Linked DNA regions of Mus musculus: all the other regions are linked to region 1. The links are chromatin contacts, called in public Hi-C, HiCAR-type, HiChIP or PLAC-seq and promoter capture Hi-C maps. All regions are on one chromosome and are shown on one strand. Each heading gives the region's core, a stretch centred on a gene start, on an enhancer-like site or on the middle of the called end of the contact. The rest is flanking DNA. Distances are from core to core; before and after follow the strand shown. Region 1 holds the start of Cntln (centlein, centrosomal protein). Region 2 has its middle 38 kb from the start of Gm11415. Region 3 has its middle 70 kb from the start of 6030471H07Rik. Region 4 has its middle 40 kb from the start of 6030471H07Rik. Region 5 has its middle 4.2 kb from the start of Gm33410. Region 6 has its middle 8.8 kb from the start of Gm33597. Region 7 overlaps Bnc2 (basonuclin 2).

What was found. Promoter capture Hi-C pulls out the DNA fragments that hold promoters and counts their contacts. Hi-C and Micro-C count contacts between places; a contact is called where the count stands out from the background. HiCAR-type assays count read pairs that join an accessible place to other places. HiChIP or PLAC-seq counts read pairs in DNA pulled down with a chosen protein or histone mark.
Region 2: a Hi-C map of uterus shows a contact between it and region 1, with 3 times the contacts expected there. The contact joins the enhancer-like site here to the promoter of Cntln in region 1. A contact is called at or near these places in 7 of 39 promoter capture datasets (the 3T3-L1 cell line, cranial neural crest, embryonic stem cells and 3 more), 1 of 484 Hi-C or Micro-C datasets (uterus) and 1 of 115 datasets of contacts at active chromatin or transcription factors (astrocytes).
Region 3: a HiCAR-type map of fibro-adipogenic progenitors shows a contact between it and region 1, with 3 times the contacts expected there. The contact joins the enhancer-like site here to the promoter of Cntln in region 1. A contact is called at or near these places in 2 of 39 promoter capture datasets (frontonasal cranial neural crest and hippocampal neurons), 3 of 115 datasets of contacts at active chromatin or transcription factors (embryonic stem cells, fibro-adipogenic progenitors and stem cell-derived neural progenitor cells) and 1 of 9 other capture datasets (embryonic stem cells).
Region 4: a contact with region 1 is called in a HiCAR-type map of fibro-adipogenic progenitors, with 4 times the contacts expected there. The contact joins the enhancer-like site here to the promoter of Cntln in region 1. A contact is called at or near these places in 6 of 39 promoter capture datasets (the 3T3-L1 cell line, 3T3-L1-derived adipocytes, embryonic stem cells and 2 more), 3 of 115 datasets of contacts at active chromatin or transcription factors (the NIH/3T3 cell line, astrocytes and fibro-adipogenic progenitors) and 1 of 9 other capture datasets (embryonic stem cells).
Region 5: a promoter capture Hi-C map of liver shows a contact between it and region 1, with 5 times the contacts expected there. The contact joins the enhancer-like site here to the promoter of Cntln in region 1. A contact is called at or near these places in 6 of 39 promoter capture datasets (the 3T3-L1 cell line, 3T3-L1-derived adipocytes, cranial neural crest and 3 more), 1 of 15 datasets of contacts at CTCF or cohesin (the NIH/3T3 cell line), 3 of 484 Hi-C or Micro-C datasets (embryonic fibroblasts, embryonic stem cells and epidermal suprabasal cells), 10 of 115 datasets of contacts at active chromatin or transcription factors (the NIH/3T3 cell line, astrocytes, embryonic forebrain and 3 more) and 1 of 9 other capture datasets (embryonic stem cells).
Region 6: a contact with region 1 is called in an H3K27ac HiChIP or PLAC-seq map of embryonic stem cells, with 4 times the contacts expected there. The contact joins the enhancer-like site here to the promoter of Cntln in region 1. A contact is called at or near these places in 5 of 39 promoter capture datasets (the 3T3-L1 cell line, embryonic stem cells, liver and 1 more), 5 of 115 datasets of contacts at active chromatin or transcription factors (all in embryonic stem cells) and 1 of 9 other capture datasets (embryonic stem cells).
Region 7: a Hi-C map of uterus shows a contact between it and region 1, with 2.8 times the contacts expected there. The contact joins the enhancer-like site here to the promoter of Cntln in region 1. A contact is called at or near these places in 5 of 39 promoter capture datasets (the 3T3-L1 cell line, embryonic stem cells, frontonasal cranial neural crest and 2 more), 1 of 484 Hi-C or Micro-C datasets (uterus) and 1 of 115 datasets of contacts at active chromatin or transcription factors (embryonic stem cells).

What each region holds. Positions count from the first base shown.
Region 1 is chr4:84,882,717-84,885,960 of GRCm38.p6, forward strand. Cntln (centlein, centrosomal protein) reads left to right here and starts at 1,593. Exons shown (of 26, transcript NM_175275.4): 1 at 1,593-2,108. The coding sequence starts at 1,749.
Region 2 is chr4:83,925,115-83,928,358 of GRCm38.p6, forward strand. No RefSeq gene overlaps it. Among named protein-coding and RNA genes, the nearest start is that of Gm11415, 38 kb to the left of the region's middle. Within about 2 kb of position 1,482, at least 15 of the 459 cell types and tissues checked have an H3K27ac peak or open chromatin away from gene starts, as enhancers often do. A contact at or near this core is called in uterus, where this site is marked.
Region 3 is chr4:83,973,176-83,976,419 of GRCm38.p6, forward strand. No RefSeq gene overlaps it. Among named protein-coding and RNA genes, the nearest start is that of 6030471H07Rik, 70 kb to the right of the region's middle. Within about 2 kb of position 1,581, at least 28 of the 459 cell types and tissues checked have an H3K27ac peak or open chromatin away from gene starts, as enhancers often do. A contact at or near this core is called in fibro-adipogenic progenitors, where this site is marked.
Region 4 is chr4:84,002,921-84,006,164 of GRCm38.p6, forward strand. No RefSeq gene overlaps it. Among named protein-coding and RNA genes, the nearest start is that of 6030471H07Rik, 40 kb to the right of the region's middle. Within about 2 kb of position 1,626, at least 28 of the 459 cell types and tissues checked have an H3K27ac peak or open chromatin away from gene starts, as enhancers often do. A contact at or near this core is called in fibro-adipogenic progenitors, where this site is marked.
Region 5 is chr4:84,066,679-84,069,922 of GRCm38.p6, forward strand. No RefSeq gene overlaps it. Among named protein-coding and RNA genes, the nearest start is that of Gm33410, 4.2 kb to the right of the region's middle. Within about 2 kb of position 1,698, at least 10 of the 459 cell types and tissues checked have an H3K27ac peak or open chromatin away from gene starts, as enhancers often do. A contact at or near this core is called in liver, where this site is marked.
Region 6 is chr4:84,227,862-84,231,105 of GRCm38.p6, forward strand. No RefSeq gene overlaps it. Among named protein-coding and RNA genes, the nearest start is that of Gm33597, 8.8 kb to the left of the region's middle. Within about 2 kb of position 1,615, at least 8 of the 459 cell types and tissues checked have an H3K27ac peak or open chromatin away from gene starts, as enhancers often do. A contact at or near this core is called in embryonic stem cells, where this site is marked.
Region 7 is chr4:84,351,306-84,354,549 of GRCm38.p6, forward strand. All of the region lies in intron 5 of Bnc2 (basonuclin 2), which reads right to left. Among named protein-coding and RNA genes, the nearest start is that of Gm33597, 130 kb to the left of the region's middle. Within about 2 kb of position 1,531, at least 6 of the 459 cell types and tissues checked have an H3K27ac peak or open chromatin away from gene starts, as enhancers often do. A contact at or near this core is called in uterus, where this site is marked.

The DNA of each region.
Region 1 (3,244 bases), core at 343-2,842:
TGAGATGAAAGGCATTGTTTTTTGAATTAAATGGATTTAAACTCTAGCTTCTCTAATATAGTATCAGACATGGAGTGTCATGAAATTTACAATGACCTCTGAAGTCTCAGTTTCTAGTACAATGCGGATGACATCTAATTCGATATAAGTGAATTTAATTTGAAAACTATTATTGGACTCAGCAAATGTTAGATGTTCAACACGATAGTTCTTTGTAGGACAAGTTTATATGTACTTTTCCTTTTTTATTTCTATGGGTACCTATGTGTGTGGAGACCTGAGGTCCTGCGTCTCCTTCAATCATTCCCCATCTCAGTTTTTGAGACAGAGACTCTTAATGATCTTGGAGCTTGCAGATTTGGCTAGAGTAGCTGACCAGCAAGTCACAGGATCTGGCCTCTGTCTCCTAAATTCTGGGATTACAGGTCTGCCAACATCATGGCAGCCGGCTTTGGAAAACACACGTGGGCTCTGAGGGATTGAATTCATGATTTCACGGCAAGCACTGCATGGGCTGAGCCATCATGGCCCCGAGCCCTACATGCACTGGAAACATGTAATTCTCTAATACACTTTGCAGTGTTGGAAGGATGACCAGAGGCAGTCTTCGGGCATGCCGACTCAGTACAGGCAAAAATGGTTTGAAAATGGTAACTTCACGGTGGGACTCTCAATCCCTACTTCAAATCTCTTCCAAGAATTCTGTAAACTTTTCCTAGAAAACAAAACAAACAAACAAACAAACACCCCCCCCCCAACAAACCAGCAACAACAAAAAAGTAATTCTATCTTTCTGTGAAACTCAGCTCAGCGTGCGCGCGTTCACTAAGTTTAGCACTCTGGAGGAAGTGTCTTAAGGGCAAAGAAAGGTTATTGTGTTTTTGAAGTTTATAGCAAAGCAAGTGAGAAAAGACCAGAGACTAAAAAAGTGAGTCAGTCTCATTTCTTTCATCAGACTCCATTGCTGACTTTAGTTCGGTCCAAGGACACCAAGCCGTTGGGCCTTGTAGGACAAAGTTGCTCTGATATCCAGCCAAGGGATAAAGAAATTGACATAAAGACTCAAAGGAAACCATGACTCTTGCAAAACAAAAGACAAAGGGTGTAGGAAGGATCATAATTCAAGTGGGAAGCCTGCTCGATAGTCCCAGCTCAGCACAAGGCTTTCCGCGTCTCCTTGACTTCAGTCGGTTAGATGTCAGCCGCACGTAAGGCAGCGTTGCCAAGGGGTGTGAAGAAAACACTTAACTCTAAAACCTATTCCCTGATCCTCAAGGAGCTTACAACAGCGTTGGAGAGATTAGCGGGGTAACTAACACTTGAGGGCGGTCAATGAAACGTGAAAAACGAGTTGGCAGAAGCCTTGGAGGAGGAAAGAATTCACAGTTCTGGATCACTGGGGGCTGGGGGCTTGTCAGGAAGGCTTTAAGACGAGGGATGTAAAGTAGGCCCTCGGCGGAGCTAGGGCGTTAGGAGGGCGGGAAAGTCAGGCACTTCGGACTCGGGACAGTGGAGGCGCCAGCAATGAACTTGCTGGTCGAGCCTCCGCCGGCCCGGCGCGCATGCGCAGATCAGCTCAGCCGCCCGCGCTCGGAGCTGGGCCCGCGGCAAGCCCACTAGGAACCGCGATCGCCGGACCAGGCGGGAAAAGCTCCGCGCATGCGTAGGACGGCAGGCCAGGCTCCCCAGGATGGGGAAGGGAAGGTGGAGTTTTCAAGCGGGAACTTGACCCGTTAGGCGCCGCGGCCATGGCGGCGCGCTCGCCGTCTTCCTCGCCGCCTCCGCCCCCGGTGCGGCGGTCCAGCCGGCGGTCCCTGCGCGTCGGGCGCGGAGCCGAAGTGCACGCTGTGCGCAGCGAGGCCTCGGGTCTGGCGGGCGCCGCGAGGGAGGTCGTCGCGGATAAAAGCGACTTACTTTGGAGGGGCGAAGAAGGGTCAGGGGGACGGCGAGGGTCGGGGCGGGCCGGGGCCGCTGTCGCTCCTGTCGCCAGCGCGCCCGCGGGTTCCTGGTGGCCAGAGGGCCTCTCCTCGGAGGAGGCGAAGGCGACGCGATCGCAGCTGCTGGAGGAAGAGCTGAGCAGCCTAAAGGAGGAGCTGGCCCTGTGTCAGGTATCAGGACTGGCCGCCGGCCTTCCTGTCCACGGCCCCGGCCGGGGGCAGCGCCGCCCATCACCGCCGCCCGAGCTCATGCTCGCGGCCCGGGGCACCTAGTGAACCCTCCCGGGACGCGCCCTCCAGGCTCCACGCCCTGCCTCTGCCCACTGTCTGGGCTGCAGGCTCTGTCCCGCTGCAGACCCGGGTTTCGATTTTAATAGGATGCTCTCCAGAGGCTCCTTCCTCAAAGCCCAAGTTCCTGGTGCTGTCTAGTGATACCCAGTGCCCACGAGTGGAGTGCATTCGTGAATTGAAATAAACAGGACCGTGTCAGAAAAATAAAATCCACTGATGGAAATTGCCCGTTTTTAAACTTCAGACCCACACTTAACCCTTGTTCTTACCTTGTTAAACTTAAGTTCCAAACACAACCACAGTTTTTAGAAAGCCCTGGGAACGGGACTACAACCTTAGGATGCTACGTATTCATTTATTAACTTCCAGTGATCCCATAGTGAAGTACTTTCATGTGAGTGTGCCAGAGGAAAGCAGTTGTTAGAGCAGTCATCTCACATTACTTCCCAGATTAGTTTGAGGGTTTGGGGATGGTGAGCTTGCCTGTCCTTCAGTGCAGAGTATTTATTTATTTATTTATTTAGTTAGTTTATTGGTTTTGCCTTCTCACCACCATCTCCTTAGATTTGGCTCTAACCACATATAGGGTTAGGAAATAAAAATGTTGAGAATTCATTCAGTTAATTACAAGTCTTTAAGGGAAAAAAATCGCTGTATTTAAGAGACACTAATTAGGAACCGCCAACACCAGAGACAGCATCAACAGAGCAGCATTATCACGTTAGATTAGTAAAACCTTGAAACTCTCTTACGGTTCTGTTGGGTTCTCTTGCTCCGTTTTATAGGTCTTTTCTGTAAAGACAAGAGAATCGTGTGTAACTTGAATACATCATTGGTTAAGCAGATTGGGGAGCAATGATCAGACTGCACCCCTTTCAGTTACTCATTTTCTATTGGCTGGCAAAACAGCAAAAGGATGTCTATAGGTCAGGGATGAACTAAGGCATTTTGTCCTCTGTAAACCTCGCCCTTGGGGAATTTAAAGATGTGTGCTCATGCTAAAGGCTTTGCTAAAG
Region 2 (3,244 bases), core at 232-2,731, 960 kb before region 1:
CATGCTTCATGCTTTAACATCTCAGCCTCAGTGAGGTAACACGTTTAAAAAAATCATTGAGGAAGATACTTTGAAAATGTCAGTTTATGAATGACAATGGCAATTGCCTACAAAGTGTTTCTGATTCCAGCAGGGGGCAGGAACCCTCGTTCCTGGCTTTGGTCTGTGAAAGTAGACTTTCGTTAGGACACTCTTCTATGGGGGAGGGAGCTGGACTCTGTGACCTTCACTCTTACCCATCCAGGACTCAGGGAGGGGAGATCTGAGCCTGGGAATACTGCTGACTCTTAGGTAACTCAGCTACGATTTTTTTCCCTCTTCTGCTTTTTAAATTAGTGTGAGCTAGCACGGCCTTAAGATTTGGTGCCTAGCTGAGACAGCAGAAAGTCACATGCATTAGTTAGGACACAGGCTAAACTGCTGTCCTGAAGACACTGAGAAATGCCACCTTGGAGATGAGATTGTTTATTCCTCTGTGGAGAGCATTTCCTGGCAGGCCTGCGGCACCTGGCAGGTAGGTGGCACTGCTCCATAAAGCCAGCAGACTTTCTTCCATTTTGCTCCATCAGCCCAGAGTGCTTATCTGAGGGTGCTTTTCACATCTGTATCCAGCCTGTGCAAGGGAAGGACAAACGGCTACTTTCTTTTATAACATCTGACCTAGAATGTGCACACATCACTTTCGCTGCTTGGAAATTGGTCACTTGGCCACTCTGGCACTGAGCAGCATGGGAACTGGGAAGTACTATTTCCAGCTGGACACCATTTTCTTCCTTCTTGGGTGTGCATGTACTTCTGAGGGTGTGTGAGAGAGTCGTTTTACCATCAGAAAGATTAGACTAGATGACAGAAGGAAATGGGCGGTATCTGCCATATTTTCCCAATCATAGGTCATTTGATACATGTGAGGGACACTGGACCCTCTCAAAACCTCTTTGTACCTCTGAGAACCTCTTGAAACCTCAACATCTCACCATCAAGAGAATTGTATAGCAGAAGTGTTGGGAGTAACAACCAAGATAAAGAGAGCAGGCCCGAGAGGCAGCCGTGAGCTCTTTGCTCTGCAACCCTTCCTCTGCATAGCCCAGAACCCCTGTTGGCACACACAGTCCGTGCAGACCATGGGTACAGAGCTGGAGGTAGCCAGCAGTTGGCCCAATTCTGCCTTTGGCTGCTGTTCCTGGAGTCCCCTTTCCTCCTCCTGCACCTCCCTCGTGGAGGAATTCTGTAGATTGATGACCTGTCACCTAGAAGATGGAGACAGACCCCAAATCCTGTGTTCTTAAAGGAGAGAATTAACGAGGCCTCCGAGTTGTCTTGGTGCCTGTTTCAGAATGGCCCGTGGCTGAGAGAGCCAGTGTCTGCGGGGCTTCGGGCGGTCAAGCTGCCCTGAATGTGACCTGTCAGGGGTTGTTTGTGATCTTTGTGCCCAGTGATGCAGGTCACAGGCAGTGTTCCTCCCAAGGATCTGATTGTTTGCAGTTGTGAAGTGCAGGAGCTTGGATCTGTCCGAGCAGAGGGTTAAATCATGGAGTGTTTTACAAGAGCGGCTATAGGGAATGCCGTGTTTTCTCCTTATATGGTTATTTTTCTCAGTCCAAAATCCCAGGGTGTATTTTACGTGGTTGAAATACACAAATGGAGTCACAGTCTTAGCCAAACATGCTATGTGGCTTTAAAATTAACAAGCCTCCCTCTACTTCTGTACCCTAAACACACCCTGGAGCAGCAGTTTCTGTTGAGACTGAGGAAAAGAAAGACTCTTGCCTTTTTAGCCACCAACAATATTTGCCTGGGATGAGCTTCTCTAATCCCACTGCTGCCTTCTGCATGAGGATATTTTTTCTGTGCAAGCGTCGGTGGGTCAAATCAAAGTGTCGCAGTTTTTTTTTTTTTTTTCCATTTTTTATTAGGTATTTAACTCATTTACATTTCCAATGCTATACCAAAAGTCCCCCATATCCACCCACCCCCACTCCCCTGCCCACCCACTCCCCCTTTTTGGCCCTGGTATTCCCCTGTACTGGGGCATATAAAGTTTGCAAGTCCAATGGGCCTCTCTTTCCAGTGATGGCCGACTAGGCCATCTTTTGATATATATGCAGCTAGAGTCAAGAGCTCCGGGGTACTGGTTAGCTCATAATGTTGTTCCACCTATAGGGTTGCAGATCCCTTTAGCTCCTTGGCTACTTTCTCTAGCACCTCCATTGGGAGCCCTATGATCCATCCATTAGCTGACTGTGAGCATCCACTTCTGTGTTTGCTGGGCCCCGGCATAGTCTCACAAGAGACAGCTACATCTGCGTCCTTTCAATAAAATCTTGCTAGTGTATGCAATGGTGTCAGCGTTTGGATGCTGATTATGGGGTGGATCCCTGGCTATGGCAGTCTCTACATGGTCCATCCTTTCATCTCAGCTCCAAACTCCGTCTCTGTAACTCCTTCCATGGGTGTTTTGTTCCCAAATCTAAGGAGGGGCATAGTGTCCACACTTCAGTCTTCATTCTCCTTGAGTTTCATGTGTTTAGCAAATTATATCTTATATCTTGGGTATCCTAGGTTTGGGGCTAATATCCACTTATCAGTGAATACATATTGTGTGAGTTTCTTTGTGAATGTGTTACCTCACTCAGGATGATGCCCTCCAGGTCCATCCATTTGGCTAGGAATTTCATAAATTCATTCTTTTTAATAGCTGAGTAGTACTCCATTGTGTAGATGTACCACATTTTCTGTATCCATTCCTCTGTTGAGGGGCATCTAGGTTCTTTCCAGCTTCTGGCTATTATAAATAAGGCTGCTATGAACATAGTGGAGCATGTGTCCTTCTTACCTGTTGGGGCATCTTCTGGATATATGCCCAGGAGAGGTATTGCTGGATCCTCCGGTAGTACTATGTCCAGTTTTCTGAGGAACCGCCAGACTGATTTCCAGAGTGGTTGTACAAGCCTGCACTCCCACCAACAATGGAGGAGTGTTCCTCTTTCTCCACATCCTCGCCAGCATCTGCTGTCTGGTCACTTGATCTTCGACAAGGGAGCTAAAACCATCCAGTGGAAGAAAGACAGCATTTTCAACAATTGGTGCTGGCACAACTGGTTGTTATCGTGTAGAAGAATGCGAATCGATCCATACTTATCTCCTTGTACTAAGGTCAAATCTAAGTGGATCAAGGAACTTCACATAAAACCAGAGACACTGAAACTTATAGAGGAGAAAGTGGGGAAAAGCCTTGAAGATATGG
Region 3 (3,244 bases), core at 331-2,830, 910 kb before region 1:
CTACCTACAGCACTACAGACCCCTAAATAAAGTGTCACTATAGGTTTTAAGTCCATGGGAAGCCAATACCACAAGCCAACTGTTGTTCCAGGAGAGATGACTCACCGACACTTGCCTGGAAACCCCTGTGGCTGTCCACTCTGCAATGATAATGATGTGGAGAACTCTGCCTTCAAATCTTGAGCAAGTGTTCTAAGCCACTGACAGGCTCACACCACACCGAGATACTTGTGGTAAATGTGACTTCAAGATCCTCCCATGTGACACAGACTAGAGCAGGAGGTGGCTTTGGCACAGAGTCTTCAGCTGACCATGATGTTCTGTGTATATCTTTTGAAACATTTTCTCATCCTTACCACATGCCGAACGCTTTGACAAGGAAGAACACATGAGGTCAGGATAGAAATAGATTGACCATATGACTGTGAGTACTGACTGCAAGGTCCTTATGTTTATGCTTATAAAGTCGTATTCGGGGTGGAGGGGGAAGCTGGGTCCATTTCTCAATAGTTAGGAGGACTGGCTACTCTTCCAGAGGACTGGGGTTTGATTCCTAGTAACTACATGGAGGCTTACAACTGTGTGTTAACTCCAGTTTTATAAGATCTAACACCCTCTTCTGACCTCTGAGGGCACTAGGCATGAACATAGCACTTGCACACACACGCACATGATACATGCAGGAATGCATGCACGTGCGTGCATGTAAAATACACATACACACAAAGTAAGATAAAAATTTAAAAATTAGTTTAAAAGGAGAGAAGTGGAAAATGAGGAGAGAGCTGCTTTATTTTCTTTCTGCCCCCTAAATTGTTTTGTAAGAGAGCAAGCCTTAAAATTCCCATTAAGTGGTCCTGAGCTGGCTAAGCTCGAAAGGTCTGTACTTGTGTAAAGGCGGGAACTCACTCATAAACCAAGCAACAGTCCCCAGGTATTTGGGGCAGTAAATTACTTCTAGATGATTAAGACAATGGAGAAAAATATTTTTCTTTTAAATGTAAAAGAGAGATGATCCTGGCAATAGAGAAATAATTTTAAATAGTTTATCTGACTTCTCATTCTTTTTCTCCTTTTAGCCCCTCTCTCTTTTTTTTTAATCATTTTCTCAACCTCTGGTCCCCCATTTTTATCCTTGTAATTGTGTAATTTCTCTCCACTTTCCTTATATTCCCCGCTCATGGAAGTTTGCCCAGAGCTGGTGACAACCCCCAGCTCCCATACTGCCTGCAAGCATGAGAGACTGGCCACAGCTGGGATGACCCTGTCCTCTACTGCCTGTATGCAAGTAAATCATGTACAGATAGTGTGAGTAGTTTTGGGAATGCCCCCTCCTCCCAGGATCCTCCTCCACCGAATACATCTTCATCACTAGATTTCAAATTCAGATGATGTACAGGAAGAGATAACAGCCATTTTTTTCAGCATCCTTTCCTCCCATGGAAACTTCCCCATTCCACCCAATGGGAAAGGAATGAGATTATTAGGATTTTTTTTTCCTTACAAAGTGTGCACACTGAGGCCCAGGAGTAGAGCATGCCAGATGTTGTAAGAGCATGACTGCTTAGTCCCTTTGGCCACACATGCTGAAGTCATGAAGTTGGGAAACCTGACTCAGGAGTGGCCGTCCAGTGTGGGTGCTGACGAAGCAGCAACTGCCCTGGGTCAACTGGCAATGCAGCCGGTCCCTTGCCCAAGTCTGGCTGGACACGTGCTTGACTAGGGGCAGTCAGAGGGGACCAGAGACTTGGGACTGTTTGCAGCCATTCCAGAATACACTGAAGGGCTAAAAGGTTCAAGGGAGCTGAGGACCGTGTCTGCAGGTGAAGAGGAAGGCCTGGCTGATGCTGTTTCTTCCTAAGCAGCAGACACGCATCCTGTGTGAATGGTGGGGAGACGGATGCTCTTTTCTAAAACAAAAGATAGGGAGGTTAAGCTGAGAGGGATCAAGGACGGGTTCTGTTCTCTGTGACATCTTTATGGACATTACAATGTGAATTAGTCATCACTTTCTATAAAAAATAAACGGAGACACCAGAGGGAACAAGATTTTAAATAGAGTCTGTAGGCTCAGCTTGTTCCTCACTGAGGCCAGTTACAATCAGTTCCTACTCTGCCCTGCGCTCTGATTCCAGGTCTAAGTGGTCCATTTTCACATTTACACCAAGCATTAAAAAAAAAAAGACTCAAAAGACTTGTGTTCTATGCTCATTGCCTTTGCTCTTGATATACCTTTGCAACAACAGAATTCTTTCCTGTCACTTCTAATCAGTCCTGGAATGTATTCCAGGACTGCCAGCATCTTCTACCCAGTAATACCGTCCTGGGCTCCGCTGGAGGGACAGTGTCTGGGACGTTGACTACTAAAACTGACCTCTCTGTCATAGCCTAGTTTTCAAGTGGGTTTGGCCAGGAACCCAAGAACCTTGTTGTAAATGCAGACTCCCGGCTCCACTCTCTGAAAATCCAGGTAAAACCCCACTGTACTTTCACTGAGACTCCGGGTGAGACAAGCAGTTGCTAAGTCACTGGGATGCCAGACACAGCTGTGTGGGAATTCTTTCTACAGCACACTTGTACATGGCTTCCTCTCATGCTCCCCCTACTCAGCGGGTGTAGACATTTGCTAACAGAAGTTCTTTGCTGCCTATCAGAGCGCTCTCTCTCTCTCTCTCTCTCTCTCTCTCTCCCTCTCTCTCTCTCTCTCTCTTGTTTTTACAGCTAGCTTTCTGCAGAACAGAAAAAAAAAAAAGAAGAAGAAAGAAAAGAATTGAACTTAAACGTAGCCAAACAATTTTTACCAGAGCAGTAAAGTCATTTCCTCATTGAGCTCTGCTCTGGGGCAGATCTAAGAAGCTCCATTCATGCTGAACTATTAAACAAATTTAGTCACCACCCAATTCTTCTTCAAGATTTACCCTACCAGAGACCTCAGCCACTAGGTGAGATCAAGTCTCTCTGGCAGTCTTCAGACCTGAGTCCCCAGGGCTGGAAGGACTGAGAGCTGAGAGCTTAGTGCCCAGTTGGCCCTGTTATGCATTGCCTGCCTGGTGGCTTTCCCAGCTCCACGACATGGGTGGTCTGTGTGCTGGCAGAGCCCAAGGCTGCGGGAGTCCACAGTCCCCTCTCGGGAACGTGACGAATGGCCTCGCTGACAAAAGCCTGCTCTGCTTTCCATCTCAGAGCTATGAAGGGTTTCGTGTTCAAAGCAGGAGAAGAAACCGCAGGAACCAGACACAACACA
Region 4 (3,244 bases), core at 376-2,875, 880 kb before region 1:
CTGCACTAGAAACACAAAATGACCTCTGGTTTTCCAGTGGTTTTAGCCAGCATTTAGCCTTCCTCTCTTCTGCCACCAGAGGGGCCTGCCGGCTCTTCTTCACCTCACGCTTACAGTCCATCCATTGGTTCAGATAGGACACTGGAACTTACTGAGTATGGATAATTTCCCTGCTAATTATTTATTTTTACCTTTTAAGATTATAATTATATAATGTCTCCTTTCCCTTTCCTCCTTCCAACCCACAACCCACCCCCAATAAACCCTCCCTGCTCTCTCCCAAATTTATGCCCTCTCTCCCCATTAATTGTTATTACATGCATATATGTATGTAATACCTACATACTGCTATAATAACTTCATACAGTGTTACTGAGATGTGTGCTTTCTGGGCCGATCGTTTAGTATTGGACAGCCAAATGATATGTTCTCCCCTAGAGAAGACTATTTCTCTGGGATCCCAGCTTCCCTTAGTTGCCTGTAGTTCTATGTAGTTGAGACCGAATGGGCTCTTTCCCATTCACTTTGGTAGCCTATTGGTGTCATCTTTGTTCAGCCCATGTTTGAGGGCAGTCATGGCAGTGAGATTCTATGGATGTAGTTTCTGACATCACTAATCTCCCAAAAATCTTCCTGAACCTCTGGTTCTAACAGTTTCCACCCCCTCTCCCACAATGTTCCTAGAGCCTTAGGTTCCCAGCTAATTTGACAAGGTCTTAGTAGTCACCATAGCAACAGTGCCCAAAGCAGGAGCTGACCGGGGCTCATGGAATCTTCTCTGTCCTCCTTGCCCTTTGACCACCTCACTTCACTCCTTCATCTCTCTTCCTCGGTGCAGCTCTTGAACGCCCTCAGAGTATACAGTGCAGGAGTTGAGTACACATGTTTCTGTATGTCAGGTATGCAGTTTCTGAGGCAGGGGCTTTGGTTTGATTCTAGCATGTAGTGTTAGATTGACTTTGGCCAATGAAATTTGGGGAAATGTTTGTTAGGGGATTGGAGGAGAGAATTCTCTAGAAGTAGCCTTCCTTAGGGGTGACCTATCTGAAAGCAACAATGGAACCTGCTGCTGCCATCTCTCATGTGAGAGGATATGGCTTAAGAGAGATGGTGTTAACAAACCGGCAGAGAGAAGGTTGAAGCCCCAGAGACTACCCTCTCTCTGCTCTTGAGGTGATGTGTGTGGCCAATTTCTTAGGGCTTCAGAAATTCCAATTCAAACTCTTCTCTTTCCTGCCTTGACTCTCTCCAAATCTTCCGAGTGGATTGGGAACTCAGAACTTTTTTTGTTATTGTTGAACTGATGGTCTAGGGCCCAGCACCTGGCTCCCATCAACAACATCTGGTATTAATTGTCTTATCTGTCGTCATAAAGTATGGGCTTTGTAAGGGTAGGGAATCTGTTTTGTTCAAAATTGTCAGTTTGCTCCCCTCTCCTCAGAGACTCCCTTATCCCTGTTACAAAGTAAGACACCCCACAAATGTTTGTAGGATTGAGTTCGGCAACTGCTCCCCCCTGTACCCCGATTCTGTTATCCCAATTGTCACCTCTCTTCTATCCTGTTCTAATTCTTCTCACACTGTTTCTCACTGGACAGTGCACTTTGCTTAAGCTGAGTCATAGCTCCCAGGCCCTCTCTCTGACTCTGAAATCCCACACAGCTCTTAGCATTTTTAGGTCTCATGGGAGGCTCTGATAGCTTACCAACGCATGGGCCTGCTGAAACCCTGACCAGCACTAGTGTGTTCCTAAGGTTATATTTCCACACTTTCTGCTCATGCTGCATGTCCAGCTCCTAAGGGTAGTTATCACCACCTTCCTAGTCCTGTGCTGTACCAGTGCCGTCGGTAGACTTAGAGATTAATGTATAAGAATATTAAGGTACAAGTCGAAACCCTACAGATTATTTAAAGTTGAGCCTCTCAAGGGCTATTTTGATGTGGATGGAACTAACATTTAAAAATTCTTGGGGGTGTGGGAGTAAGCTTTAGAAGTGATACCATACACTGGTATTGCACAACCATTATGTGTTTTGATGTTTCCAATGGTAGTAATGGAGCAGAGCTTCCTTCCTTGGTCTCTCAGACTTTACTGTGTTTGAACTTCTGCTATTAGGTGTGTCTGCAAAGAACTGAGAACACACAGCTGCTGTTTGCTGAGAGGGCCCTCAGCATCCTATGGTCTGTCCTTTAGAAGGACAAAAGGCTACAGTCTCTGCTTCTCAGCCAGCCGTGGGACTGATACTCAAGCACGCAGCTCAGTGCTTTAAATTATTCACACTAAGTCCAACAAACAGCCAGCTAGGGAGAAGTAAATGCCAAGCTGGTGCAGCCGCCTTTCTTCACGGTCGCTTTCAGCGACGCTTGTCTCTGTGATAGATTTCGACCCTGGTTATAACACAGGGGCTTCGAGAGACAACATTTTAAAACCTTAAAACCAAGAGAAAAGTGGCAAGTTATCAGAGAGTCAACAAATCTGTCCTCAGGTATTTTTCCTTATTTTACATCCCAGCGGCCCGGGGCCTCTTTGGGAACCTGATGATGTTTTCAAAGCAAAGTACCACTGTGTGTGTGTGTGTGTCGCTTTGTTCAGTTTCCATGGGTGTCTGAAGCTGGGGCTGTTCAGGGAGTGGTGAGGCAGGAATATGGCCCCGAGTTGAGAGCATCTACAACATACAGAAGGTGTGATTTCAGCTTCAGTGTCTCGTTGGTGTCTAGTCGGTGTGTACAGTACTGGGTTTCACAAAGACAGTTTCGAGAATACCATGCACTTTGACCACCACATATGCCCTCTGCTGGGTGTTAATTTAATATCCTCAGGGTACATACCCAGAAATGTATGCTGGGTTATGTGAGAGCTGCATTTAAATCTTGTTTTATAGAAACCTTTGTATGGCTTCCATAATGGCTGGCCTAATTTACATGACCATTTTCAATGCATAACTGCTTCCTTCTCCCTATGTCTTCACCAGCGTTTGCTATTATTTGTTTTCTTGACAGCAGCCATTCTGATGAGGGTAAGATAAAATTTCAATGTTTTCATTTACAGTTGCCTGATGGCTAGTGGCAGTGAATATTGTTTTTCCATGTCAATCAGCCATTTATTCTTCATCTTTTGAGAACTGATTCCTTAGCCGTTTTATGACTCGGTAAGCAGCTTTCTGGTTTTAGTCGTGCTGGGGATGGGATCCAGGGTGGTGTGCATTTGAGGCAAGCATCTTGACCCTGAGCAGTAACTCTGCCT
Region 5 (3,244 bases), core at 448-2,947, 820 kb before region 1:
GCTGGGGTGCAAGGGGAAGGGAAGGGACTTTCAGACAGGCTTACAAGTGATGATACCAGCCCCAATCTTATCAACATGCAGAGATCTCCACTAGTGGCCATTTATTAAGCATCTACTATGCCCAAAAGCTGCTAGGTGCTGTGTCTGTATTATTACAGTACATTAACTTTGACCTTCAAGATTGCTCACGATATTCCATTAATATGCTTGTCTTTCTAGGGAAATTATGTGTACTTTCTCAAAGTTGAGATTGTCTCCAGTGGAGAAGCAATACTGAGTTAGAATCCTGTGAGTCTGCATCCCCCCCCCCCCCCCAGTGGATGGTGGCTAAAGGAGGTACACAACTGGTCAACATAGAGAATAGGAGACTGGGAAGTGTGTAGCCCTAAATGAGATATCCACATCACACCCTTTCCTCCCAAGGCTCAGGGCCCATTGAAGAAAGGGGATGGAAAGATTCTAAGAGCCAGAGGTGGTAGGTTACAACTATGTTGTGACATCATGCACGAGACCTGTGCAGAACTAAGTCATAATTAAGCCATAACCAGTATGGAGGTGGGAGGTGGTCATGAGGTCCCTCCCCTAGCCCACTGGCAAGAAGAAGGTATTTAAGTACGGGGGTCCTTGGTAAATCAACCACATTCCATCAGATGGCCCACACTTAAGAGTATTTGGGCAACACAAATTGGTTTCAGGATTTTTTGTTTGTTTTTGTTTTTTGTTTTTTCAAGACACAAAGTGAGGTGGGAAGATAGGGGAGAAAAAGGAATACATATAACCAAAGTGTATTCTGCAACATTTCAAAGAATTAATCATAATAATTAAAAAATGGTACTGCAAAGAAAGTCCTGATACTTCCATTTTATGGAATTCAAAGAGATTACACATCAGTTACCCGAGGACGGAAAGCCGGTGCAGAGTCTTCCAGGGGTCCAGCCAAGACCCTTCAATCTCCAAAGCTATGTTCTGCTGCCATGCCCACCACACAGCAAGTTTAGAAAACCTGCCAACATTACCTTGAGGGGTTCCTAGACCACCACACATTACATCATTACGTGTGCTTCCCTAGAACCAGTGTTCAGAATCATACAGTCGCTAAATTAAACCTACTACTTTATGGACACTGCTCTCACAAAAGGGCCCGATCTTAATGCAAACGAAAAAAAGTTGGTATAAGTCAATTACATAAAATAGATCGAGGTGGGGGAGATGACAGATGTGCTAAACATCACCAAGCATGCAGAGCACAAACTATGGTCTGCTGTGCTGCACGGAAGACCAAGACCGCAAGAGTGCTGTTAAGAGGTATCTAGAATCGGGAGCTGAGGACTCTGGTCCATGTATTAGTGATGCCTGCTGTGGCAAGCTGTGCAGAGTTAGAGGAGGGCAGGGGAATGGCAACTTGTGAAATCACTTTGTTCTTCTTGAGCAAGCCCAGTGTTCTCCTGCTCCTCCCCCAGAGGAAGAACGGCTACTCTAACGCTGAGTCAATGTCCATTAACTATTAACTCTTTCCAACAGCTCAAAGCATTTGCCCGTGGTACTCCATTAATGTGCTTGTCTTTCTAGGGAGATTGTGTGTACCTTCTCAAAGTTGAGATAGTTTCCCGTGGAGAAGCAGTACTGAGTTAGACTCCTGTGAGTCTGAGTGTGTCAGAGGCCATGTACTCTTTGATCCATGGTCTCCTCCTCTTCGCAGTGCGCTTGCTTGCAAGACCTAACTGAACGCACAGTGGAGAGCATCGATCACGTTGCTCACAGAGGTCAACGGTGGTGTCTGATGGTCCATTCAATCCCATGGTTCTCTTACCCCTTCAACAGATATTCCACAAAGCTTGGGAAGCAGAGGAACCGTCCACCAGTAAGGTTGTCACAACAACAACAACAACAACAACAACAACAACAGGCAATTCACTTCTCCGCACACATTTGGAAGGCTTAGCAGCTCCTCCGTAGCCTTTGTGGACATCATGGCCCTGACACACTTCCCTCCACCCCACCAACACGCAGACACACGGACTTTGACCACACACTCTCACACCAGAAGAATCAGAAAATACACGAAGAAAAAAAAAATCTAATAATACTTACTTGAGGTTTTTTAAACTCCTTGGGGGTAGATAGATACAAGGCAGTAAACCAGCATCAGGAAAGAAAAACAGGTTTTTTTGTTTTTTGGTTTTTTGGAAAAAAAAAAAGCTAATAAAAAAAATCCCATAGGAAGGAAATGGAAACCCCCCACCCCCAAAATGGAGCTAAATTGTGTGGTTGCTCTTAGCTGCTTTCCTGGAAGGAGGCAGAAGCTGAGAGCATTCGGCACTTAGACTGGAATTGTTTTCTAAACAGATTTTTCTTAGTGTGTATTTTTCACATATTTTAACCTTTCTCAAAACACCCTGGCCAAAAGCAGTAAAATTGCCGTGCTATTAAACTTAAATTAGGGGCTTGTGCAGACCGAGGGGCCCAGCTGGGTTTCCTCTGGCAATAGGGAGAAGGAGGGAGGGAACGCCACCACGCGGTAAGGCCCTCAGGTACTTGCCTGGTGCCCCGTGGGAAAGCCCGGCTGAACCTGGCCTCTGGCTAATAATGGACAGGCAGCAGGAGGGAATGCAGTGATAGGAAGTTTTTAAAAATAATGAATTAAAAATTATTTTTTTAAGTAAAAAAATATGCACATCAAGTGGGAAATTAATTACACCTGCATGTTTTCAAACCCAGGGGTTGAGTGGAACCAGTTTTATTCTGTGCTCTCAGTGTCAAAGGGTAGGGCTAGGTAGGGGCTGTTTGGTTCTGGCAGAGTACTGGGAGGGAGGGGGAGAGCCGTGTGGAGAGAGGCCCACACTTCACTCCGAACAGTAGACTTTTTAGTTTAAGCCTTGCTGGGAACAACAGACTTTTCACAAGTCATCACCAGCCAAAGAAAAGTCATTTGCTATCTCGTGCTTCTCCTTGGGCTTTGGGGACTCAATAAAAAGTGTTGCCTTTGTCTCTAGGAGCACAAAGTCTGGGTGCACGTGAGGCCTGGGAGACACATGAAGTCACCTCCTGTTATGACTACCCACACAGACAGACAAGGCCAGAGGGTACCCCAGGAAAGCTGTGCTGAGCGGAAAGTGCCTGAGTGGGTTTATTGATCTCATTGGAAAATAGGCATTTCAGCTTCTCTCCACGGAGTCGGCCTGGACGTGTCAGCAAGGCGTCCCTTTGGACCCATCGACCCGAGCTGAAAAATGTGCTGCGTTTC
Region 6 (3,244 bases), core at 365-2,864, 650 kb before region 1:
TCAAGTCCAAAGAGAAAGGACCTCCCCTAAACAGAACACAATTCTCCTTTCTTATGATCATAGTTGAAGAATCCATTCAAGAAGCACCAGACAGGTATCCCACTCCAAAAGTCTCTCTGCACTCTTGCTGTTAGTTTTGTTCTTTGGAGGCCACCAATTCTTATCTGACTAGAACCAACACATGGCTGCTTAACCTGCATCTGAGACCTGCTGTGTAGGATTCAGCGTGAACTGGACCAGTGTGACAGAGTGAAAACACCATTGCTGTCCTGGAGATCCCTGGATCCTAACAGTCCACAGGAGTTAGCCAAGTGTGAAGTCTCTGTGCACAGAAGAGCAGTGTCCATGTGTTAATATGAACATTTTGGTTGCTATACTGGGAATCCTTTGGAGACCAAGTGGAGAGTAGCTGACTAAGATCTGGAGTGTAGATGACATGAATCAGAGGGTTTCTAGCTGCTTAGAGCTAGAGGCAAGGTTCGGCCCTGCAAGCAGGACACCCTTCAAATCATGTGTTCTTAACTCCCATTTCATCCTTTAACACTTGTTAGCCAGTTATTTTTTTCCACAAAGGGGCCCAGAGAACTCAATAGCTAGGAAAAAGCTCCATGCTCCCATCACATTATTTTCCTCAAGGTAATGAATACAGAAGGATCTACCTAATTGAAGGGGGCAAAGGGCCAGAGAACACTGAAGGAAGGGACTGTCAACATCTCCAAAAATTCTTATCCCATCACATAGACGTGTACAGCCTAGCCAAGCAGTGAGGTACGCAGTGGTCTCCTCTCACTGGCAACAAACCATTGCATTGTCTTCGGAAGCCAAGGACCTCTCCAGGTATTTTTATAGGGAGAGTGAGTGGGTGGAGCAGGAGCTACCTGACCTGTAGTCAGGGTTCTGGCATCCAGACTGGGAAAAGTGAGGTAAGTCGCTCCCATTATAAACAGTTGCTTCATTGGCAACTACAGCTTCGCAGAAGGATAGACTGTGACATCCTGTCTTTCTGACATGATCAGAATTGTATTTGGAGGCAATTCATCTGGCAGCAGTATCTAGTCTGATTTGGAGATGGGAGATGGAATAATGATCCCCTTAAATTATAATAGCATCAGGGTGACCCTGTGCTAGGCACTTGCTGTAGATGCTTCCATTCTACCCTCACACACCTATGAGATAATGTACTGTTTTCCATTCTGTACAGATAAGGAAATTGAAATCCAACAGATCCAGACATTTGCCCAAGGGTTAAACTGCACATAAGCAGTAGAGTCAAGATCAAATTCAGATCCATCTGACTCTAAATCCCAGGCTTCTCTCTGTTCAGAGGCTATTACAATAGCACAGATAAGAGATAATGAAAGCCAGAGGCAGGGCACCAAAGCAAACACTGTAAAGAAAACCGTAGACAGAAGACCCTTGTCAGAGGAAATGGAGGGACCGGACTGTTCAGACCTGAAGGTGGGGTGGGCTGAGTGGAAGTGGTGTTGAGTTCTTCCTGTCAGGCCTGAGGCAAGTTTGCAACTGAATTCACTGAAAGGCAAAGAGGAACAAGGGCAGAAGGAAAGACAAACAGGCTGGAGGAGGCTCTGCTAGCTATAGATTCCAGGCTTTGTTTCCTCACAAAGAACATGAATCTGCTGCATTTACTGGGTCAGGAACACTGTGACTCTACCTCCTTCTAGGCCCAGTTCTTTTGCTGTGTTTGTACATTCTTCCTCTCCAGAAATGGGTGTTGACGGGTAGAAACAAGGAGCCAGGAATCCTTGAAACCTGGGAAATTATTGACTGCTCTTTCATAATAAAAGTTGTACCTTGCAACAATTCACTAAGTCCTTAAGGCTAGGCGGTTCATTCACGTTAGTGTAATGCCTTCGCCTGGCCAATATCCCACATGCACTTTGAGACAATGGTATTCACAGTGTCACTCAAGAAACTTTGACCACCTGGGCGCAGAGTTGAGGACCTATGTGGGTCATTGAGTAAGTCCCTTTAATCTTGGCTTCTGTTTAGTCGTCTGAAGGTCGGGGATGACAAATAGACTTCTTTAACTAGGTCTGCAGTGAATTACATATGTAGGACCTGGATCAGTACGTTCAGATACACTAGATAATAGCAGTAGTATCAGGGTTGAGAACCTGTGATTCTTATCAGGAAATGTTATCTTCCCTTGACCTCTAGGCCCAGGCTTGATAGATAGGATTATTTCTGTTATTGGACATAGAATTTTGTAGGCCAGAAGCTTAATCTCATTGATTTGGACATTTATACACAGAGTTCTCTTTATTTGTCTCCCATCCTTTTAGCATCCCTTCTGTTTACAGGATTTGGCTTGATACAGAAGTCTGTGTAGGTGCCAGGAGTCCTATGGAGATGTCTTCATTTTAGCACAGTACCTCCTTCCTCCCAGGAGACCCTCACTTTGTTCCCTTCATCTTTGCTGAGAAATGCTAAGCTGGCTTCTGTTTCCCAGTCTCCAGCCAGCTCTGCGTCAGCCATAGATAGTTCAAAATTGTTGTAACACTCATTAAGAAGGTCAAAAAGAAAGCAATTTGGAAGCTCTGCCTGTGAGGGGAGGCCCTGGAATCAGACTCTTCTGCTGCTTCTCCTGAAGTTACAATGCAGACTTCACCTTCTGCCCTACATCAGTGCATTTCCCTAATTTGGGGGTCCAAAGAGAGAAAGGCTTCCTTCTGTGTCCCTTTTCTCTGCAGGCTTTAGGAGCTGCCTGTCACCTGCCTCTTGGTGGAAAGAGGAACTCCCAGTTTCTCTCTCTGAATGCTTCCCACCAATCTTGCCCTAGTAATGTCCAGTTGACAGCTGACTTGACTGTATACTTTCTGAAAACACAGAGTTCTATCTGATCCCCTGTTCTCCTGCCTTCGGTCTTTCAGTTGATCATTCTTATACTCTTCTTTATGTTCTAGATGTTTCCTTCCTCTTCTCCTAACTCTTGAGAGAATTTTCTCACAGGCTTACCTTTGCCTAGCCTCCTTATGCTTCTGTGGGTCTCCTCACCCTCATGCAAGCATGTAGCAGGTGGGTGAAATTTGACTTAACTCAACTGACCGTAGCCTTTGGGTCTCAAAGTGGCCATCTCTTGCTTCTACAGCCTCTACTCTCACTCTTCCTAAATTCCTCTTTCTCATGACTCTATCAAAATTGCTTTTTTCTAGAGTTCTCAGAAAGGTCCTGACTTCTAGAGTAGATCATTTTCTACTTCACATTTTAGGGTTTCTGGAAGTGT
Region 7 (3,244 bases), core at 281-2,780, 530 kb before region 1:
AAGGCAAAGATGCAAATATTCCAAAATTTAAAAAAAAAAATTAAATTGCAAACATTGTGGCCCTAATCATTTTGGATGAAGGGCATGTCACCTGTACAAAACCACAAAGAAGCACAGGTCTGTCTACCTCTTGTCATGAACATTTGGAACAAAGCTTATTTTTTGTTAATTTTTCACTGTAAGACATTCCGAACACCACCCACTCTGTTTTGTTCTCTGACGCCTGGATAGAGGAAGGAAATCCCTCTCATTTCTTGATACATAAAATATTCCAGTCACAAATTTATCATTCTATCATTCTGTGCTACTCTCAGTATTTATTGGTTCATTATGCCCAAGTGCATGTTCAAACACTGAATACTGAGCTAGCTATCCGCACTGTATACTTTTCTTCAACTTCTGCTCTGGATGTTCAGCAAATTTAAACTGTATCTCAAATGTCTACTTGATCTGTATTCATCACTGCCCATCTCTACTTCCAGCCTAAATCTCACAAAGGAAGATACTTAGCCTGGGTATCTTCTCTTACATATCACCTCAATACTAAAGTCAACTTTAGCATTACACCTAAAGTTGTAACCTGTATTTCTACTCATTGCTGTGCAAATATACCGCATCCACTTTCCCCAGGGAAACTGGTCTTCAGAACACAAAGGCATGGGTCTTAACACTGTCTCTAATGTTAAGTAGCAAGTACACCATACTGCACATGTGTATACACACAGAGCTCTACAAAAGGTTTCAATAACACTGATACCAGACATATGTCAAATGCATACCACCTTATAATGTTTCCTAACGTTTTTGTTTTTATTCATTTACTTACTTTTTACATAGTAGACTCAGGCCAGGCTGAGAGAGTAAAGACCTGGAAATCTGAGGTAAACCATGAAAGGTTTCTCTCTCTCTCTCCCTCTCCGTCCTTCCTTCCCTCCCTTCAATAATTATAAAGAAAATAAGACCAGCAGAACCTTTGTGTGCTGCTGGGATGTACATCCCCTAGTTATAGAAAATGAGTTTGATCTTTAATTTTAAGTGAGAATAAGTCAAAGTCACCAGTCTAGGTAAACATTCACTCTATAGGCTGTCAACATCTCTGGGGCTCTAAGTACTGTCAAATTTCTAGCCAAGAAAGTAGAAATGCTGTTATCTAGCCCGAGAAAGCAACAGTATTTGGTATTTTACAAAAGATGTTGTAAAACTCAGTAAAACATCATCTACCTTCAACCTCAGAAATATGGAAAACCATTTTATGTATTTCTGATAAACAGGTGACCTAGTTTTAAGCTTCTCCCCTAAACTGGTCAGCCCTGTATTTCAGAGTCTGAAACTACACTGAGCATGCATGGAGATGATTCCAATACTCTCTTCTGTTTTCAGGTCCTAAGAAGTTTAGACCACTTTCTCCACTGTTCTCTAACAAATGGCTGAAAAGACCTGTTTGTGCTTCTGATGCCGGAGGAACTGTTCAGGAACTGTTCATCCCTGCAAGGCTATGAGTCACTGCCAAGGTCAGGAAGACCTTTGTTAATCAAGAAAGCTCTGGCCACACACTCACTCAAGCTGTCGTAAGGAAAGCTGCCTTAATGCCCACTCTTATTTTCCACAGATCATCAATCATCTTTACATAAGAAAAACATGCAACTTCCTTACTGGGTAGAGGGGCCTCCTTCTAGGCCTTCATCCTGGTTCCTTTTCTGTCCTTTTGGTCCTTTGCCTAGAGGTGCTGCTACCAAGAAGGAGAATTTCCTTTTGAAGATGAGAGCAAGGAGGTCCATTTAGCCCACCATTAGAAAATTAAAGCTAGGTGATAAAAGGCAAGAAGTCTAGGGGGCCCTAACATCCTTTGATGCTCCTTTCTTCTTGTACTAATGCTAACATTTAGTGTATCAGCCGCTAAACCAGGATAACACTGTACCTGTAGAGCTCAGAATGAGATGTTTGCACCAGATCTCTAAATACAAGGACTATAACTGGATTAATTTCTTTTTATCCTAGGTCAGAAATTGCACTGCAGACTGGAGAATGTGCAAGGGTAATTTCCAGGTAAACAAACTGCTCTACAAATGTTATCAGATTGTTTGACTGAGTAATGGATATAATCCTGGGTGACTTACTGCCATCGGTCACATTCGATGCTCATGTGACAGAGCTGCAAACCTCACTTACCCACTCAAGCTGTGCTTTGCCTTTCTTTAATTTGGGAGAATGGCTATATTTCTTCATGAGCCTAATATTATCATACTTTCTTCCAGATGATCCAATGTAAGACCTACCCATCTGTCACCAAAACTTAACCAACCAGCCAACCAAACAATAAAACCCAAAACTACAAACAAACAAACAAACAAAAAAAGACCAACGAAGACAACACTAGGAAGTATCAGTCCCTTCACTTAACAAAAAAGCATTTTCAAAAATGCTAATGGAAGGTGCTAGATTTGCTTTCAACCAAACCCCATCAGCAGGAAACGCAAGTCCTTCTCCTGCTAAGGTAAGCAAGAGGTATCTGAACCCATAGCACCCAAAAAATGCCACCTCTGACTGACAGTATCCTCCAATGCCACCTCACTGCCATCAGCACAAGCTTTCCACCACAAAGCTTGTATGTTCCTGTGTCCACATCACACAGCCAATCACACATTACAGAGTTCAATTCAAATTCCACCAAAAGTACTCGCCACAAAACTCACACTGGATATTTAGGATACTGATGCTAATAGAAGCAGAGACTAATGTGGGACCTACTCCCGCTTCTGTTTACACCCATCTAGTGATGTGCACAAGAATGGGCACCTTCTCATGAAGAAGATTTGACACTCAGATTCCCCCTCCATAGCCACATTTCCTCCTTCCTTGAAGAAAATGAAATTCTACCAAGGTATTTGAACACCAGATTATTGAAATAACCTTTATGCTCTCAAACAGAACTAAGCAGTTTAAAACTCTGACACTTCAATGTTTGGTAAAAGAAACTGTACAGCTTAAAAAACATTTTTTTTCTTAAATGTTTTGAGGTTATAATTATACATCATTTCCTGTTCCCTTCCCTCCCTCTAAACCCTCCAATAGAGCCTTCCGTGCTCTTTTCCCAATTCATGACTTTCTTTCATTAAGAGTTGTTCCATACATGCCAGGAAGGTTTTAAAGTGGTCCGCATGATCAGTAAAGCATCATGAATAATTTTAAGCCAACAATGTGTGTAATAAAACTAAGAAGATCTTTTTTTTTTTGCCTCAGTTTC